4 separate regions of the Mus musculus genome follow, and all the other regions are linked to region 1. The links are chromatin contacts, called in public HiChIP or PLAC-seq maps. All regions are on one chromosome and are shown on one strand. Each heading gives the region's core, a stretch centred on a gene start, on an enhancer-like site or on the middle of the called end of the contact. The rest is flanking DNA. Distances are from core to core; before and after follow the strand shown.

The links. HiChIP or PLAC-seq counts read pairs in DNA pulled down with a chosen protein or histone mark.
Region 2: a contact with region 1 is called in a FOXA1 HiChIP or PLAC-seq map of pancreatic cancer cells. The contact joins two enhancer-like sites. A contact is called at or near these places in 2 of 15 datasets of contacts at CTCF or cohesin (the NIH/3T3 cell line and large pre-B cells), 5 of 484 Hi-C or Micro-C datasets (the Ba/F3 cell line, muscle stem cells, myocytes and 2 more), 3 of 115 datasets of contacts at active chromatin or transcription factors (epiblast stem cells, microglia and pancreatic cancer cells) and 2 of 9 other capture datasets (adipose tissue and liver).
Region 3: an HNF4G HiChIP or PLAC-seq map of pancreatic cancer cells shows a contact between it and region 1. The contact joins two enhancer-like sites. A contact is called at or near these places in 2 of 115 datasets of contacts at active chromatin or transcription factors (double positive thymocytes and pancreatic cancer cells).
Region 4: a contact with region 1 is called in an HNF4G HiChIP or PLAC-seq map of pancreatic cancer cells. The contact joins two enhancer-like sites. A contact is called at or near these places in 4 of 484 Hi-C or Micro-C datasets (the G1E-ER4 cell line, cerebellar granule neurons and cortical neurons) and 3 of 115 datasets of contacts at active chromatin or transcription factors (embryonic stem cells, epiblast stem cells and pancreatic cancer cells).

What each region holds. Positions count from the first base shown.
Region 1 is chr11:103,053,707-103,058,173 of GRCm38.p6, forward strand. Nmt1 (N-myristoyltransferase 1) reads left to right here. Exons shown (of 12, transcript NM_008707.4): 5 at 1,492-1,583; 6 at 2,677-2,793; 7 at 3,659-3,829. Among named protein-coding and RNA genes, the nearest start is that of Gm42090, 8.3 kb to the left of the region's middle. Within about 2 kb of position 3,140, at least 32 of the 459 cell types and tissues checked have an H3K27ac peak or open chromatin away from gene starts, as enhancers often do. A contact at or near this core is called in pancreatic cancer cells, where this site is marked.
Region 2 is chr11:103,323,342-103,327,734 of GRCm38.p6, forward strand. No RefSeq gene overlaps it. Among named protein-coding and RNA genes, the nearest start is that of Arhgap27os3, 19 kb to the right of the region's middle. Within about 2 kb of position 2,065, at least 10 of the 459 cell types and tissues checked have an H3K27ac peak or open chromatin away from gene starts, as enhancers often do. A contact at or near this core is called in pancreatic cancer cells, where this site is marked.
Region 3 is chr11:103,394,467-103,398,761 of GRCm38.p6, forward strand. It overlaps Plekhm1 (pleckstrin homology domain containing, family M (with RUN domain) member 1), which reads right to left. Exons shown (of 12, transcript NM_183034.2): 3 at 2,561-2,808; 4 at 222-848. Among named protein-coding and RNA genes, the nearest start is that of Plekhm1, 16 kb to the right of the region's middle. Within about 2 kb of position 2,380, at least 43 of the 459 cell types and tissues checked have an H3K27ac peak or open chromatin away from gene starts, as enhancers often do. A contact at or near this core is called in pancreatic cancer cells, where this site is marked.
Region 4 is chr11:102,748,171-102,752,695 of GRCm38.p6, forward strand. It overlaps the pseudogene Gm39501. Among named protein-coding and RNA genes, the nearest start is that of Adam11, 11 kb to the right of the region's middle. Within about 2 kb of position 1,756, at least 40 of the 459 cell types and tissues checked have an H3K27ac peak or open chromatin away from gene starts, as enhancers often do. A contact at or near this core is called in pancreatic cancer cells, where this site is marked.

The sequences.
Region 1 (4,467 bases), core at 1,890-4,389:
TCTTAGGCGGATGTGCTGGTATAGCAGGTGTGTGTCGCCAGCACCTGATTGCTGGGCTCGGGATTGAACCCAGAGCTCTGTGTGTACTGGACTATTCAACAAGGACTCTACCAACTGAGCCACGTACTCCCCCCGCGTACTCCCCCGGCCACTTTCTTATTTCCCCTTGAGTCAGAGTCTTATTATGTAACCCTGGCTGGCCTTGAACTTGAGTCAAACCTCCTGCCTCACTTTGCTGAGCACCGAGATTGCAGGATGACCACACTGGTTATCCTCCTGTTTTAACATCAGGGATTTAGAATTTTTTTCTCTGTAAGGAAACACACACACACACACACACACACACACACACACACACACACACCCTCCCAATTTATTAAGTGCCTTTTTCCTTCAACTAGATTGTAGAGATCCTCTCAAGGACCGTCAGCAGTTCTGCCATACCTGTCTTAGGAACAGAGGGGTTGGTTTGGTTTGGTTTGGTTTGATTTGGTTTTTGTTTTTTTCGAGACAGGGTTTCTCTGTGTAGCCCTGGCTGTCCTGGAACTCACTTTGTAGACCAGGCTGGCCTCGAACTCAGAAATCCACCTGCCTCTGCCTCCCAAGTGCTGTGATTAAAGATGTGCGCCACCACGCCCAGATGCTTCTTCTTCCTTTTTTTTTTTTTAAAGATTTACTTATTATTATACATAAGTACACTGTAGCTGTCTTCAGATATGCCAGAAGAGGGCATCAGATCTCATTATGGGTGGTTGTGAGCCACCATGTGGTTGCTGGGATTTGAACTCAGGACCTTTGGAGGAGCAGTCAGTGCTCTTACCTGCTGAGCCATCTTGCCAACCCCCTTCCAGCCCCCTTCTTTAGCTTTTTACTGGTGAGGTGGGGGTGGGAGGATGGGAGATGAGAAGCAGGTGTGGGCCATAGCATATATCCCTGTGGAGATAGAGGGCAGTGTTGTGACGTCAGTTCTCTTCTGCCTTATGTGAGCTCCAGGAATTGAACTCAGGTCATTAAACCAGTTTTCTTCTACTTGGGCCAACTGATGGGGATGGCTTATGAAGGCAGAAAAAGTTTGTTGGGCTAAATGAAAAAATCCAATCATGTTTTTGGTTTTTTAAATATGGCAGTGGTGTCCTGGAAGTAAGTGATTCCTTAATCAGCCCCCAAACTCACTTCTCCAAAGCATGTTCACAGAAAATGGGAGGCTTCCTCTGGGGACCAGGGTAATCTTAAGTAGTTGGTTAGCAGGTTCTATAGATGCAGCTGTGTACTGAAGTGTGCGACCCTGCCCTCTAGTGGTTCCATTTCTTATTGCAACCAAGGGTTCTTGTTCTAAAAGAAGCCAACGTTCCATGCCTGGGTTGAAAGGGATTGTGAGACCTGGGGTGGATTTGGTAGTTTGCTTTGTCCTTCTGTGAAGCCTGGCGCTGCGTGGAGTTGAAGTTGCCCCGTTTGGCAGAGCATCTCAGTGAGCTCCCTCTCTCTCCGCAGCTGAAAGAGCTGTACACCCTCCTGAACGAGAACTACGTGGAAGATGATGACAATATGTTCCGATTCGACTATTCCCCAGAGTTTCTCTTGTGGTAAGTCATAAGGGGTGTCTTTTATATCTTTATTTAACTTGGAAACAATAGGAATTTGTTTCTCATGATTCTGGAGGCTAGGAAATCGAAGGAGCCAGAGGTTTAGTGTGATAATAGCCTGGTCTCCAGTCTCCAAAACCTCTCCTAGTTAGAAGACAAAGCAGGTAGCAGATCCCAAGAGCCAGCCGCTGAGTGTGAAATCTCTGTGTCCCTCAGTTTGTACATCTGGAGACTTGCTTTAAGTGGTGTTTAGAACTGAAACCTTCCTTAAAATAAATTGCTAGAGGGAGACATGCAGAGTTGTTTCCCAGCAAAGACCATATACTCCATGGTGACTTTCTCAAGGGGAGAAGAGCAGAAGAGCCCTTAAGATTGGAAAGAAAGTTCCTTACAATCCAGTTATTGAGCATGCTCAATTATAGAAAAAGTCTATCCTGGATAAACCATCTGCTATCCTGGGCTACACTCAACCTCTCAGCAGATAGAGGCACGAGGCTGAAGTGGAGCAGGATCACCCTGGGAGGTAGGGAAAGCAGAAAGGAGCGATGCTGAGAGGCGGGACAGAGCCCAGGGTCTCAGAGCACCGTGTAGTTCCTTACCAAAGGACGACTGGCTCTTTGCGTAGAAGACCTCCAGTCCAAGCTTTGAGATGAACATAAAGGCTGGGCGTGGTGGCACACACCTTTAAAATCGGCACTCGGGAGGCAGAGACAGAGACAGGCAAATCTCTGTGTGTTCGAGGCCAGCTGAGGCTACACCATAAGAACCTGTTTCAAAAAACAGAAACACAGAACCTAGCATACGGCTGTACTTAAAAGGCTGAACCAGAATGGTCACAAGGTTCAGGCCAGCCTAGGGGACCTACAGAACCTTGTGTGGTGCTGTAGTGTGGTACCAAGGAACTTGCCTGGAATGTATGTGCGAGACTGGGCACCATCTGCAGCACAAGAAGGTGCTGTGAGAAACGGTTGTGTCTTGATGTGTTGGTGTCCAGGAAGTCTTGGTCCTAAAGAGAATACAGTTGCTAACCCCAGGTGTTAGTACCTGCCTGCTATGAGCAGTGCCACAGCTCCTGTCCCTGTCTCTGTTCCAGGGCTCTCCGGCCACCAGGTTGGCTCCCACAGTGGCACTGTGGGGTCCGAGTGGTCTCAAGTCGGAAACTGGTTGGGTTCATCAGTGCCATCCCAGCAAACATCCACATCTATGACACGTAAGCACCAGCCCTGTGGCCATCATCTTGCCGGTTTTGGAAGAGGAAGGCTACGCAGTCACTGTTGGAGGAGGATGGAGGGGCTGGTGGAGTGGAGGCATCTGTGTATTGGGAGTGACACTAGTCATAGAACCACATGTTCTGACATACATGGTGGCGCACACCTTTAACCCCAGCACATGGTGGCAGAGGCAGGTGGAGCCCTGTGTTCAAGGCCAGCCAAGGCTACATAGTGAGGCTATCTCTAAGTTGTAGCTGGTAGCCTTGTCTGTGACCTGTAGTGAGGCCATCCACGCCTGCATTCCTGCCCCAGTCACACGCTGACACACTGAGCAGCGTCAGAAATGGGCAGGAGCCAGTGTGACTCAGGCTCAGATGGTTTCACAGTCATCTGCGGCCATCTTCTGGGTGTACAGGCTGTAAATTCATGTGAGAACCAAAACCTTGGAGTATCTGCCGGCACTGGGACACACCTGTAATCTAAGCTTGGGTCAAGGCTGGCCCGAGTTACTTAGCAGGTTCAAGATCAGCCTTGTCTCCTATCTAGATGAGCCTTGATTTACTCTGGGGTTTCTCCATTGCTTGCCTCAGGTGGGCCTCCCAGCCCACTCTCAGGATTCCACAGGGCAGTGCTAGGGGTGCCCTCAGAGAAAGGCATTTGAAGGCGCCCCCGTCTGTTTTGAAGTAGATGGTGTGAGGCAAGCTTGCCAAGGAGAAAGTGGTAGTGGGTGGGGTCCCCAGTAGTGACTACTCAATGGAGACTACAGCCGAGTGCATCCCTTCGAGTGAGGTTTGCCTGCTTGGCAAGATTCCTCTTACGTTGAATGGGGAAAGTTGTGAAAGTCAGCAATTTGCCTCTCTTCAGAGAGAAGAAGATGGTGGAGATCAACTTCCTGTGTGTCCACAAGAAGCTGCGCTCTAAGAGGGTGGCTCCAGTTTTGATCCGAGAGATCACCCGGCGGGTCCACCTGGAGGGCATTTTCCAAGCTGTTTACACTGCCGGAGTGGTGTTGCCAAAGCCTGTGGGCACCTGCAGGTAAGAGTTGCTTCCTGCAGGTCCTGGGAATGCAGGGGAGGAGGAATGTCCCCGAGACACAGCATTGCCCTTTTCTGGGCCAAGTTTTTTTGGGGATGGGGTACTGGAAAGAGGCAGATGGAGAAGATTTCGGAATGTAGGGAGAGTATGGTTCAGGGAGTGGGAAGAAAGATTAGACATTGTCGAATTGGGATTGCCAGCAGTTAGAGTGGGGGGAGGGGTTATGAATATTTTGTGGATCAAGGGGAGCTTGTCTGATGATCCCTGTGTAATCTAAGGATGACCTCCATCTTAGAAAGTTGTTTGAAACAATTGAATCCTCTCTGCCTAGAGAGCTGCATAAATAATAACTGCAGGAGAGTACAGAGCAGGCGGGAGGGGGAGCGAGCGCCTGCCTGCCAGTCTCCTGGGCATTGTCAGCCTTCCCCTGGCCTGATTGCCGGAGAGAGGATTGTGCTCCCCAGACACCTGATCTAACAAGGAATGGCTTCTGAAATGGAAGAGCAGGGAGGGAAGATTCCCTGGCCCCCTGGAGGAAGCTGAGGCTGCTCTTCTAGAGAGGGGCTGCCTCATGACACCTGCTATCACCTTGAGGTCCCCTGCCCTTGTCCTCTTAATGAGTGGGACTACCCAGAGTC
Region 2 (4,393 bases), core at 815-3,314, 270 kb after region 1:
CACACACAGACATATACATACCAAAAAAAGTAGTAAAAGTAAATTTTAGAAAGGAATAAAGAAGCAAGCGCTCTGGGCCTCTGGGGACTTTCTCTGGATGTAACAAGAACGTCTCACAGAGTTAAAAAAGAAACAGCGTCCAGATGGCAGCATGCCTTGCTCATTGATTGTTCCTGCGGAATTCATTACATATTCCAGTTATTAATCTTTTGATGGATATGATTTACACATGATAGGATCTCCCCAGTGAATATACTTTCTGGGGACGTTATTACTAGAAACCCTGTATCATATGTCTCAGGTGCTTTAAAATAAATAGAATACAAACAGAATATGTAATCTCTACTTTCTAGCTAGCTATCTTGCTCGTGGCCAGCTCTGGCCAGCGTCCCTCGGTCCACATTTACAAGAGACTGCAGTAAGTGTAAAAGGGGCTGAGGAGGTGGCTCATCGTCCTTGCCCTGAAGGTGTGAAGACAGAGTTTGAATCCCCAGGACCCATATTAAACCAGGCAGGTGTGGTGGGAACGGTAATCCTAGCACTGGGGAGGCAGAAACAGGGAGTTGCCGGGACAAGCTGGCTAGCAGGCTGTGCATGCTGGCTGTGAATGTCACTGAATGCTCAGTGAGTGGAGTGTAGAGAGGTTGAAGGAGACAGCCAACATGAAGTCCATTGACTTCAGGTCTTTACGTGTGAGTGTATGCACATGTGCACACACAGATACTCACACACACACCTACACACATGCACACATAAACACACCCCAAACAGTAGTAAAAATAAGTTTCAGAAAGGAATAAAGAGGTGAGCACTCAGGACCTCTGGGAACTTTCTCTGGATGTACCAGGAACATCTCACAGAGTTAAAAAAGAAACAGCGTCTAGACGGCAGCACGCATGCTCACTGTTACGCTTCTGTGCCCTCGTCACTCTGGATAGGACCTGGGCACCTCTTGTACTTGTGCCAGCTGGTGCCGTCCTCCTTGTGAGCCTCACACACCGCCCAGTCAGCATCTGAGCACTGAATGTGGAGAGGGTCTTTAGGAGGGTTGACAGAATGTGATGGACACCTGAGGAACGTTGTTCGGCTGACGGTGTGGAGACAGACTGTGAGACAGGTTGGTTGGTTGATGTAAAGTGGGGCAGAGAACCTTCTGGGAGCTCACAGCTAGAAGACTGAGGAGAGAGAAGGCTGGAAGGAGTAGCGTGCCGAGGGAAGGGAGATGCTGGGACAGTCATCGTTCAGTGTTCATGTGTAGGTGACAAGGAGCAGCAGTCAGCCAGTCAGACAGACAAAAACTCCTATTCTTGATGGACTCTTGGGTTTATGGAAAAGACAGCCTGGGAAGGGCAAAAGCTTCTCAAGCAAACAGGAGGCAGCGGGCAGTTGGGCAGCTTTTCCCTGGGAGGTGTAAACACCTGTTTACTTACCCTGCATAAGGCACCAACAATGGACCAGAAATTATTGCCCCCATGTCTGAGTCTTGTTCGTGGAGACGGTGATTGTTGGGGTTGCTCTTCAGGAGCACAGGCGCCTCAGACAGCTGCATCATGACAAAGCCCGTCCGCTTCAGTCTGGCAGGGCTTCCTTCCAGGTTTTCAGTGTCATCTGGTGCCAGCACACAGCAAAGGCTCGTTAAGGTCCTTCGCCCAGGCCAGATGCATGCTTGGAGAGCGTGTTAGAGAACGCTTGGAGTGTGAAGGGGTCTCTAGAGAAGAAGGGGCCGTGAGTGGGGTGAGAAATTGATACCCAGCGCCACCGCGGACTTGGGAGACCTGGAAATGTGAGGTAGCATGGGTGGGGGGAGGTACTCAGACATCCTCAACAACAATGACCTCTGACTGGGGGAGCTCCCCCCCCCATCTCCTTTCCAAGTTTTGTCTCTTCTAAGGGTATGTGTCCTTTGCTTTACCCCAGCCTTAGAGCTTAAAGTCACACGGAAACCTGTGGGCTAGGACATACTGGAGAAGACACTTGGGTTCGCTTGGCTCATACAAAGTCCCAAAGTGTCCCCTCTCGCTCTGGGTGTGTCTGTGGGATTACCTCTCAGGAAAAAGGGCTCTCGTGCCCCCTGCTGGCAGCTCTGCTCCAAGCATCCCTGTCACTCGCTGAGGATGCTACGGGAAGGTGAGCACCTTTGTGAGAAGCAAGGCGGGTTTCCAGGCTGTAGGGGCTGAGGGGTGGGGGTGGAAGTGGGGTGGGGGCAGGGCATGGGTAGAGGTAGGGAGCGTTGGGGTGGGGTTGGGGAGGGTGGAATACTGACCTGCCAGAGTGGAGGATTGGTTATTCTTCGGAACTCTGGAGGTTTCCAAATTGGTTCACCTCCCTTTATCCTTTACCTCAAGCTAGGAGTGACTTTTCAAAAACCTATCAGAGGCAGTCCTCGGAACCACAAGCCTCATCACTGGTTCTTTTGGGTCTGAAGCCCCTTGTGCCCAGTGCAGAGAGCCCAGTCTCCAGAGGCTACACGCTGTATGAGTTCATCTACAAAACCGTTTCAAAGGAAGAAATGAGAAATGGAGAAAGACCAGGTTGTCAATTGGGGAAGAGACAGGGAGATGTGAAGATAGAGGAACCCCTGGAGGGGGGCTGATGAGGATAGAAACATTTGTTGCTCTTGCATAGGACCCTGGTTCAAGTCCCATCATCCTCACAGCAGCTCACAATTGTCTGTAACTGCAGTTTCGGGGTATCTGAATGTCTTCTTCTGGCACAGGTGGCCACCAGTCAAATACCTACACACAGGCAAAAGTACTCATGAACTTAAAATAATAAGTTAGGGCTGGAGAGGTGGCTCAGCGATTAAGAGCACTGGCTGCTCTTCCAGAGGTCTTGAGTTCAATTCCCAGCAACCACATAGTGGTTCACAACCATCTGTAATGTGATCTGATGCCCTCTTCTGGCACATAGGTGTACATGCAGATAGAGCACTCACATACATTAAATGAATAAATAAAACCTTTTGAAAAAATAAATAAAAATAACATAAAATAGAAATTCCATCCCATTCCTGCTTCCCCAGTTTTGGTAGTAGAGGTTGCCTAGAGCCTCTCACGTTCTGAGCAGGTGTTCTTTGGGTAAGCTGTCTCCCAAGAATGTTGTTTTTGTTTTTGTTTTGGACAGGGTCTTACTCTGTAGCTCTGACTTGCCTAGAACTCACTATATAGACCAGGCTGGCCTCAAGCTCGCAGAGACTCACCTGCTTCTGCCTCCCAAGAGCTGGGGTTAAAGGCATGCACCACCATGTCTGGCAGATATGGGGGTTTTTGAAACAATAGAACCATTCTGTTTTGATTGTGGTGGTGGCTGGGACACTTTGTGCCTGTGACAAAATACAGAATTCTACATAAAGACACACAGTAAGGAGTGTGCAAAGGCCAGAGGAGTAGGCAGTCCCATAGCATAGTAGGGCTCATTAAGACTGGCGTCTCTCAGGACTGATGTGCATAGCAGTTATGTAGGAGGCCATGGTGGGCCCTGGATGCTAACAGTGGCCTGAGACTTCAACACCAGGGGATCAGATACTCTCTTCTGGCCTTAGCAGATACATGCACACACGGGACACACACACACACACAGACTTACAGACAGAGGACGAGGAGGTGGAAAAAGGGAAGGAGAAGAAAGGATCTTGGTGTGTTGCTATTCCAGAACTTGGGATATAGAAGCAGGAGGATGGGAAACTCAAGGTTATCTTTGGCTCTATAGCAAGATGGAGGCCTGTCTGACTGCGTTGTGACTCTGTCTCAACGCTATACAACACAATACAGGAAGACTGGCCGCAGAGTCTTTCTGATGATTGCCACCTAGTGGTGCATGTGAGTACTGCAGGATGGAGCGTGTTCTGTTGGTGGGCACCCCACCTCCACCCCTTTTTAGTAAAAGGAATCTCATATCAAAGGTCTTTTTCTAAGGCCTCTAGCAGGAGAACACCCAGGCTTGAAAGGCCCAGGAAGGCAGGCTCCCTTCCTGCCCTCTTGTCAATATAATGAGACTCATTCCGCTTTGGTCTAGCAAGGCGCTCTACCTCAAACACCCTTGCCTCAAAGCATATAAAAAGTAGCTTTCCTGAGACACTGCTGTTCTGAGGTCTTCAGAAAAGACGGCTGCAGGACCCTGGGATCAAAGGACTCACAGGCCCAGCATGGTGGTCTTGTGGCTGTAAATCTCTAGGACCGGGGCTAGCCTAGAAGACTAATGTGATTTCACAAACATACCTGCACTAGGTTCAGGGTTGGAAAAGCTGCACAAGACTCACTGTGCAATCGTGGACAGCTTCTGAGGCAGATGTAGATGTCTCAGTTTATAGATGAGTGGCCTGGTGCAAGCTACCTGCTAAGATCACTCAATAAGAAATGTCAGGGAGGAGGGGGGAAGCTGGAGAGATGGCTCA
Region 3 (4,295 bases), core at 1,130-3,629, 340 kb after region 1:
ACACCTCTAATGCCAGTACTTAGGGAAACGAGATGAGTCCCAGGCTAGCCTGGGCTACAGAGAAAAGTCATTTCAAAAAAGCCCAAAGCAAACCATTCTCCCCACTGTGCTATTTCCTCAGTCACAGGGAGAGCCCTGCTTCCTTTGCCTTCTTTATACCCCACCATTTGGTGACAGTCACATGTACAGGAAGGCAGAGTAAGGGTGAAGGAGGTACTCACTCTTGCAGAGACCTGTCGGGGTCATCGGTGTTTGCCATGCCCAGATCTGAGTCATAGGACATGGGTTCCTCAGAATGGTCTGGACTCTTGGGACCATTCTCTTGGAGCAGGCAGCTGTCAGAATTTAGGCTGCAGGACAGCTGGGATGAACTGGCTGTGTCCAGGCTGAGGGAAGAGGCAGTGAGCTTCCTGTTCCTGCGGATCTTATGGCCTGAGTGTTGGACTTCGATGTCCTCAGAGCCCGAGGAATGGGAAATTGAATCCAGAGACTCTTTCCGCTGTAGTTCTGCACCAGAGGTAGTGAGAGGGTCGAGTTCAGAGAGGGGGCAAAGCCCAGAGAGCGACAATGGGGTGAGTGTCCATTCATTTAAGATGGCTGACTTGTAGGAGAGTTCGAAGGACAAGGATGTTAGTCCTTGCAGGAAGCTCAGGAGGAACTCAGCCTCCTCGGCATCTCGAAGCAGGGCTGTGGGCTGATAGTACTCGCACAACCGTGCAGGTTCCTGCAGGAGCAGTTTCAGATAGCACTCCATCAGACCGTCATTGAGGGCCAACCGCAGCCAGGCTCGGCAACGGCCTACATCTGTGTTGATGAAGACCAGGTGCTCCAAATCTGAGACAATGTGTCTGCAGGGGGACAGAGCAGATGTGTTGCAAGAAACTGCCTCAAATCTCAGAGATGTGGTTCAAGCTACTGCTTAGCAAGAACGAGTGATAAAGTACTGAAAACATGATCGTATTCAGACATAAAATTCTGGGGACGATGTCTCGGGAATGCAGGAAAGCTGAGCTGTTGAGCTCTAGCTACCAAACATCATCTGCTAACCCAGGACATACCGGCTGAGTCCAACCCCAGTTCCTAGGGAATAAAGCCAGAGCTTGTGCACACTAGGCAAGCATTCGACTACTGAGATTCGCTCTCAGTCGAGAGCAGCTGGCACTGCAGGGAACACTCAGACCCTAGGTGCACAAACTCAGTTCCCAAAGCTTCGGTCTGACACAGCCACAGTCCCCTTCTCTGCTGCCACGGTGTCCTGTGCAGAAGTGTACCCCCAGTCCTCTGGACTCAGTGTAAGCTGTACTTAACTTCGGCAGTATTACTGACTGGCTAACTGACTCAGGGTACCACTGAGCTGGATATAGAGACAACTAGAAACTCAGTCTCTGGGACTGGAGCGGTGGCTCAGTGGTTAAGAGCACTTGCTGTGCTTCCAGAGGATCTGAGTTCAAGTCCCAGCACATATGTTGAGTGCCTCACATACTCATAACTCCAGCTCCAGGGGATCTGATTACCTCTTCTGGACTCCATAGGCACCCACATGCATGTGGCATAGACACACAGGCACACACTCATACACACAAACTTAAAACAAAACTTAAAAACAAAGAAACACACTGTTACTTGGAAGAGAGCTAAAAAAACCAAGACAGGGCACTATCAGCAGCTACAGGAAGGCAGACCAAAGACTGACAAGGTGTCTTCAGGCACTTAACACTTTACGGAGGCAGTGCTAGGTACCAGCATAGGGTCTAAGCAGCCAAGGACAAGGCCAAAGACAGGGCCTTAGGGTGAATATTCAGAAATATATCTGGTTTCTAGGCTAAGTGCCACACATACCTCATCATGAACATAAAGTTCAGAATACAGGAGCTGGAGAAATGGCTCCCTGGTTAAAAGCACTGGCTGCTTTTGCAGAGGACCCAGGTTCTATTTTCAGCGCTCACATGGTGGCTGGCTCAATCATCTGTAGGTCCAGTTCCCAGGGGTCTGGCATCCTCTTTTGGCTTGTGTGCCCTGCACCAGACACATACATGGTGCACAGATACTCATGTAGGGGGATACTTACACATATAAAATTTTAAAAAACATATATTTTAAATTTAGAAGACAGACTTGAATATTCAAAGGCAAGTCAGCAACATTTCCTGCTGGGCGTGGTGGCGCACGCCTTTAATCCCAGCAGAGGCAGGTGGATTTCTGAGTTCCAGGCCAGCCTGATCTACAAAGTGAGTTCCAGGACAGCCAGGGCTATAAGGAGAAACCCTGTCTTGAAAAAAAAAAAAAAAAAGGAGAGGGGATACTTTAGTCTTCTCAGGCCACACCACTCAGCAGTAAGTACATGACTCAGCCTAGCGGAGTCTAAAGGTCATTAGTGCTGGGGTGAGGAGAAGCCACAGGCTCTAGAGGAGTGTCTCAGGGTCTGGAGGCAAGCCTTCCTTAAGCCTAGCCCTACAGTCACTGCATAGCGACTACACCACAACACTGCTTCTGGCTGTGCCACCCTGGAGAGGAGCCCAGCGCCCCAGGCTGAAGCTCCTCTCTCCCTGACGGATCTCACCTGTGGGTGATGGCTTTCAGAAGGGGCCAGAAGACAGGCTGAGGCAGAGCCTTCTGGTGAGTGTGCTTCTTCCTTTTGCCGCCAGCCTCGGCGCGGATGTGCTTGGCATGCAGGCCGTGGATGAACACAGCCTCCAGGGCACTGCACATGGTGTTGGCATCTCCATCTTCACTGGTGACCACTGTGTCCAGAGACACATGCTGTTTCTGCAGAGCCTTCACGGATCCCACGAGCTTCTTCTTGATGACCTAAGTTGTGTTAAACACAAGGGCAGACTTTAGAGGGAAGTCCTATGTGGAGCCCCTGGAATGTAGTCCAGGGCCTGTTTTTTGAGGTGTGTGACCACACACACTTATGTATGTAACCTAGACTCCTTCTGCAAAGCTAGCTATTGTGGCAAGTGAAGATCCGGCATACAGAAGAAATGGTTTTGTACATCTATTTTTTTTTTATTTTTTATTTAAAAGAAAAAGTTTTAATTAAATTTATTAATGTATGTGTGAGTGTTTGGCCTACATGTATGTATGTGTATCACATGTGTGCCTAGTGTCTGAGGTTAGAAGAGGGTATCAAATTCCCTAAAACTGGAGTTATGGATGGTTGTGGGCCACACACCATGTAGATGCTGAAAATCAAACCCAGATCCTCTGCAAGAGCAACAAGTGCGCCCTATCTCTCCCTCTCTCTTTTTAAAATATCTATTTATTTATTTTACGTACGTGAGTACATACATGGTCACTGTCTTCAGACACACCAGAAGAGGGCAATGGATCCCATTACAGATGGTTGTGAGCCACCATGTGGTTGCTGGGATTTGAACTCAGGACCTCTGGAAGAGCAGCCTGTGCTCTTAGCTGCTGAGCCATCTCTCCAGTCCCGTATCTTTTGGTTTTTAAAACTAAACATCAATCTTGTATTTAACTACTGAAATGGTGGCTTGGGGGCACTCGGCAGAGACAAGCTAAGGAGGCAGAGTATTTCTTTAGAACAATAACAAAGAAAGGACCAGCAAGTGTGGCTCAAGAGAGTATGCTTGACAGTTACAGCCCTCCATTAGATCCCCAACACTGTGGGGAGGAAAGACCAGTCAAGACCACAGATGTATAATTATATTAGCTAAGAGCCTAGGCCTAGAGCAAAGCTTTAAAGGATTTCTGTAGCTCTGGCTGTCCTGGAATTCACTTTGTAGACCAGGCTAGCCTTGAATCTAGAGATCTATCTGAACCACCATGCCCCGCAGAGGCCATTGCTTGAAGACAGAAATTGGTTTTTCTTTTCTCCTCATGTCTCTAACACTTGCCACTGTGTCTGATACAATAACATATATAAGGCATGCAATTCCAAATGTACACCAGGTGTTGGTGGGAAAATCATACAATCATAGATATGAGTGTATCAAATCTTTAGTGTTTAGCAAAGAACTAGACAGAACTGCAGAAGAACCGGTTTGAAGCAAGTATTAAGTTATAGATAAATACTTCACTTTTATTCTGACTTAATCTGAACAGAGGGTGTTGTTTGGAAAGTTGAATTTTAAAAATTAACAAGTTATAATTTACACTAACTTCTCTGATTTAAATGACAAACTTCGGGGTTTGTTTGTCTTGCTATTTTTGATCCTCCCCAGAAGTAACCACATTTTTCAATTTTGGTTAACTTTTACTTTCACAAATTATTACTACTACTGCTACTATTTTAATTTATTGACACTGAGCATTGCGGCACATTCCTTTAA
Region 4 (4,525 bases), core at 506-3,005, 310 kb before region 1:
CTTTAAAATAGGGTATAAAATAGGGTACCCCCACTTATGTTACCCACACACTGGGATGTGGCAGTAAGGCATCTGAAGACAAACCAGGAAGGACAGAGTTCCTTGTACACATTTAATGTAGAGAAACAGATACAGGTTGCGGTGCAGCCTTACGAGGGCTGGAACGTGTGCTGGCGTCCTTCCTCAGACCTTTCCCTCCCCCACTGTAGTCAAAATGGAAGGTTTCTGTGTCTCGGGAAGTTTCATCCTTGCTGCCATCTGTCTAAATCCTTTCCTGAAGTTTCTTTTCTGAGACCCAGAGGCTCCAACACTGTTAGGCAGCTCACACTGTACCAGGTAAGTCCTTTTGATTCCTGAGGACCGTGGCTGGTTACAGGCCAAAGTCCACCCTCAGGGGCCTGCTGGTCAGAGTTGGCACTGATCATCAGCTCGCTCCATTGGCAAAGACTCTTCTGGGAACTCAGCCCAGAGAAGAGGTCACTGGAGCCGTATTTACACAGTGGTCTTTAACTGAAGATTTTGACTTAAAAGTGTTTGGAGAGCAAAAGGCTGTTTTCTGAAACTCATATATATATGAGAGTCATCAGAGTCTCCTGGTTCCCCAAAAATGCAAGTCCCAGGGGCAGAGGACATGGCTCAGTGGGTAAGAACAGTTTCTGGGCAAGTGTGAAGATCTGAGTTTGAATCCCCAGCACCCATAAGAAAAGCCTGGCATAACTGTCCATGTAACCCCAGCACTGTGAGGGTGCATGCATGTAACCTCAGCACTGTGAGGGTCCTTTCAGCTTAGCTCCAGGTTCAGTAATAGGCTCCGTCTCAAGGGAATGAGGTAGAGAGTTAAAGAGCAGGCTTTCCCTGGCCTCTCTGTACTTAAGTGCACATGCACCCAAACACATGTGCACATACACCAACTACATAGACACAAAGTAGGTCCCCAATATTTTTTAAATAAATGCAGGCTTCTGGACTTCTATCCATACTTGCAGAATCAGAATCTATAATGGCAAGAGTCAAGCATGATGGTGCACACCTGTAACCTCAGCCAAGGCTGGAGAGTCACGAGTTCAAGGCCAACCTGAGCTAAACAGTAGGACTTTGTCTCCAAAATCCAAGGGCTGAGGAAGGAGACCATAGCTTTCCTCACTTTCCTGCCCCGTAAAAAGCCTTGGGGTTAATCCCAACCATGGGCCATCAAGGATACTCAGACATATGCAAAGAATCTCTGATTACCTGCAGTCCTAAAAGCTCAGAAGTTAGGAAGGAGGGAGGGAGGCAGCCAGGGAATGAGGGAGGAAGGGAGGGAGACAGACAGACAGAACAAAAGAAAGAGTCTGAGAGGCCATTGAATCCATCACCTGAGCTGAATTCCTTCTCTACTTTGGTCAGTGAACTTTCAAATTCCCAGGATCTGCAGAGCCAGAACCCTGACAAACCTGTGTGTCACATGGCCATCCAATACAGCAAGTGCCCCACGCCCACACCCTTAGTCAGTCCAATACAGCAAGTGCCCCACGCCCACACCCTTAGTCAGTCCAATACAGCAAGTGCCCCACGCCCACACCCTTAGTCAGTCCTCATTTCTTAGCCCATCAGTGGTGTGAACTGAAGTCTCTCCCTCCCTCCCTGCCTCCCTCCCTCCCTCCCTCCCTCCCTCCCTCCACAAATTCTCTTTGTGTAACCCAGGCTGGCCCTGACCTCATTGTCCCAATGTCCCAGCTTCCCTAGGGATTACAGGACATGCCTGGCATGTTGTCAGATCCTTCCTAACTTCTGAGTCACAGGGTTAGGTCATGGAGTCAACAGTGGAACAAGGAAGACTCAGCCCTAGAGTCTGTAGAGCCATGAAGAACCCCTGTCCCTGAGCAGATGAAACTGAGGTCAGGAAATAGCAGTGTGAGAGAGCAGAGAAAGATGCCTTCCCCTTTGTGCCTTCGCCTTTGTGCGGCAGATGGGGAAAGACTCCGCGCAATAGATGAGGGTGCATCTGGGAGTCAAGGCTGAAGTCCCCAATGCCTTTGTCCCTTTCCTAGAAGGTACAAGAGATACCAGACAGCAGATGCCCTAGGTGTGCCGCAGAGCAAGGCCTGGGATGGCCTTGGGTTTGCAGTGGAGCTGAGAAAGCTGTAAGGGGGTGGGGCAGGGGGAGGGTAATGAAGCAATGAATTTTGGTTTTGGGCTGTGAGGAGCCTTGCAAGGATTGACCTAAATCAGGGATCTTTGTGTGTATAAAGCCCCACATTCGTGTGTATAAGAATTAAGGAAAGAAACGGATACTTTCACATTTTTAAAATAATTAAGTGGGGTGGGGCGCGCACTTGTAATCCTCGCTCTCCAGAAGTAGAAAGATTATGGGCTAGTTAACGGGACTCTCACTTCCCTTCCATAGTTAGATATCCATGTATACATATATATGGCACTATAAATATAGCATGCATACATATATAGCATGCACTTGCACTCAAAATTCAAGAACTACAAAAGGCTTAAAGTGAAAGTGGATTCCACATCCATCCTCCAGTTCGCATACATTCACACAGCACATCCGACCGTTTTAACCTCCGTCCTGGGGCAAATGGTGCTCCATGTGCGGCTTCTTGCTTCCCCCAGTATACCTTAAATAATTTATAACTGCTACTAAAAAGCGTCTTTAAATGCCCCCCCCCAATCTTTGGCTACAGAATATACCATTGCCTGAATCTGCAGTGCTTTGTTTAACCTGTTTCTTGCTAATGGACACAGATTAGCTGCAGTGAGTAAGTATTTACAATCAATGTGTAGTGGGTAATAAAGTCCTGAGGTAGCGACACTGGGTCAGAGGGTGCCTACATTTATAATTTTCTTCAGTGTGGCCAAATTATTTTTTACTCATTTACTCATTCACACACACACATACACTCATATGTACTCACTGTGTCTCTCTCTCTCACACACACACACATACACACACACATGCACACACACACATACACTCACACACATGTACATGCACACACATACACACTCACACACATGTACATGCACACACACACTCACACATACACACACTCTGTTTCCTTGGCCCCTTGTTATTCTAGCAAACTGATAAATTGGAGCATGTATGATATAGTCCTAGTCTTCATTTTCTCTTACAATGAATGGCGTCAACAGTTCTGTCTGGTCATTTGGGTTTTCTGTGTGAGGCCTCTGGCTACCCTCTGCTCGTTTTCCTGGGTTATTGATCACTTTCCTGGTGCTTTGTAAGGAGCCCTGCATGCATTAGGGCACCAGCCTTTTAAAATTAACTTGTACATAGTTTTGGAATCAGTGGCTTCTCTCTTAACTGTGCTTATGACCTCTACCCTATATACATCTGTATAAAGTCGAATTTATCGGCTTTTCCATGTTTCCTACAGTTTGTGTTATACCTTTAAAGTCCATAAAAGGGATTGGACTTGCTGAATTTGCTAAGACAGCCAAACAGCAACACCCTTTAGGCTCTTTGCAATACAGGGCTGAAATTCCAGAGAGATGTTTGCAGAAGATGCCTGCCTGCCTGTCTGTCTGTCTGTCTGACTTGCTTCATTTGAGGAAGAAGGGTTCTGTGAATGCTGCCTCTGCAGACTTCCCTGTGGTGAGCCCCCTCCCTAGTAGGCCACCACTCCCCACACTGTTCTGGGGGAGCCCAGTTTGTCAAGGATGACCCTTGCCTGCCCAGTCCCCTCTTTGCCTTGCCCAGTGCTAGAAGTGCTGGGATCTCAGCTTGCCCCACCGTAGCTGTATCTTAACTCCCTGTGCCTCCCATTGGGCAACATCTTCAGAGTGCTCAGCCCCAGGGCTTTGCCCGAGAACACCATCCGTATACAGGAGCAGATCAAATCATCACCCAGCTCAGCCACGACTTTATGGGCATCCCCTCTCGGGCCAGGCTCCCCACGTGAGCCCAATCTGTCCCTCCTCCAGGTGGGAAGGAACCCTAAGGTTAACAGCATTGGCTTCTTCTTTCTCTCCCCTCCCCTTTCCTTCCCACTCTCTTCTGTCCTGTTTGTATTAGGGGTGGCCGTTGGCATGGTGGAGAGTGAGTAGCTCTGGCTAGCTAGAAATGAGTGTACAGAGAGCTCCTGGGTCCCTCCAAGATGCACAAGCAAGGTCCTTCTCACTTTCCAGAATTTTCCTACCCCAGGAAAGATTGCATAATGAGAATCCCAGGGCCTTTTGCACCCAGCTTTCCCCTCCACTGCCCACCAGGTACAAACACTCCATCACCTAGAGCTGGGGCTTCCCACTGTCACCTGAATCATTGCCTCGGGATTCAGCTTAGACAGCGGGCTCTGCAGCTACCAAAGGCCACAGCTACAGAGTGGAACAGCCTCTGATCCATCTATGGCCAACTCCAACCACAGATCTTAGAGCCAAAAGGTGCACACACCGCCCTGACTGCCCCTGTAGTGGCAAACTCACACAAACCTTCCACATGCCAAACCCTAGCAGGAGAAGCATCCTTGCCCTCTGCCCAGCTCAGCAGGCTCCCTCATTAGGGGCTCTAGAG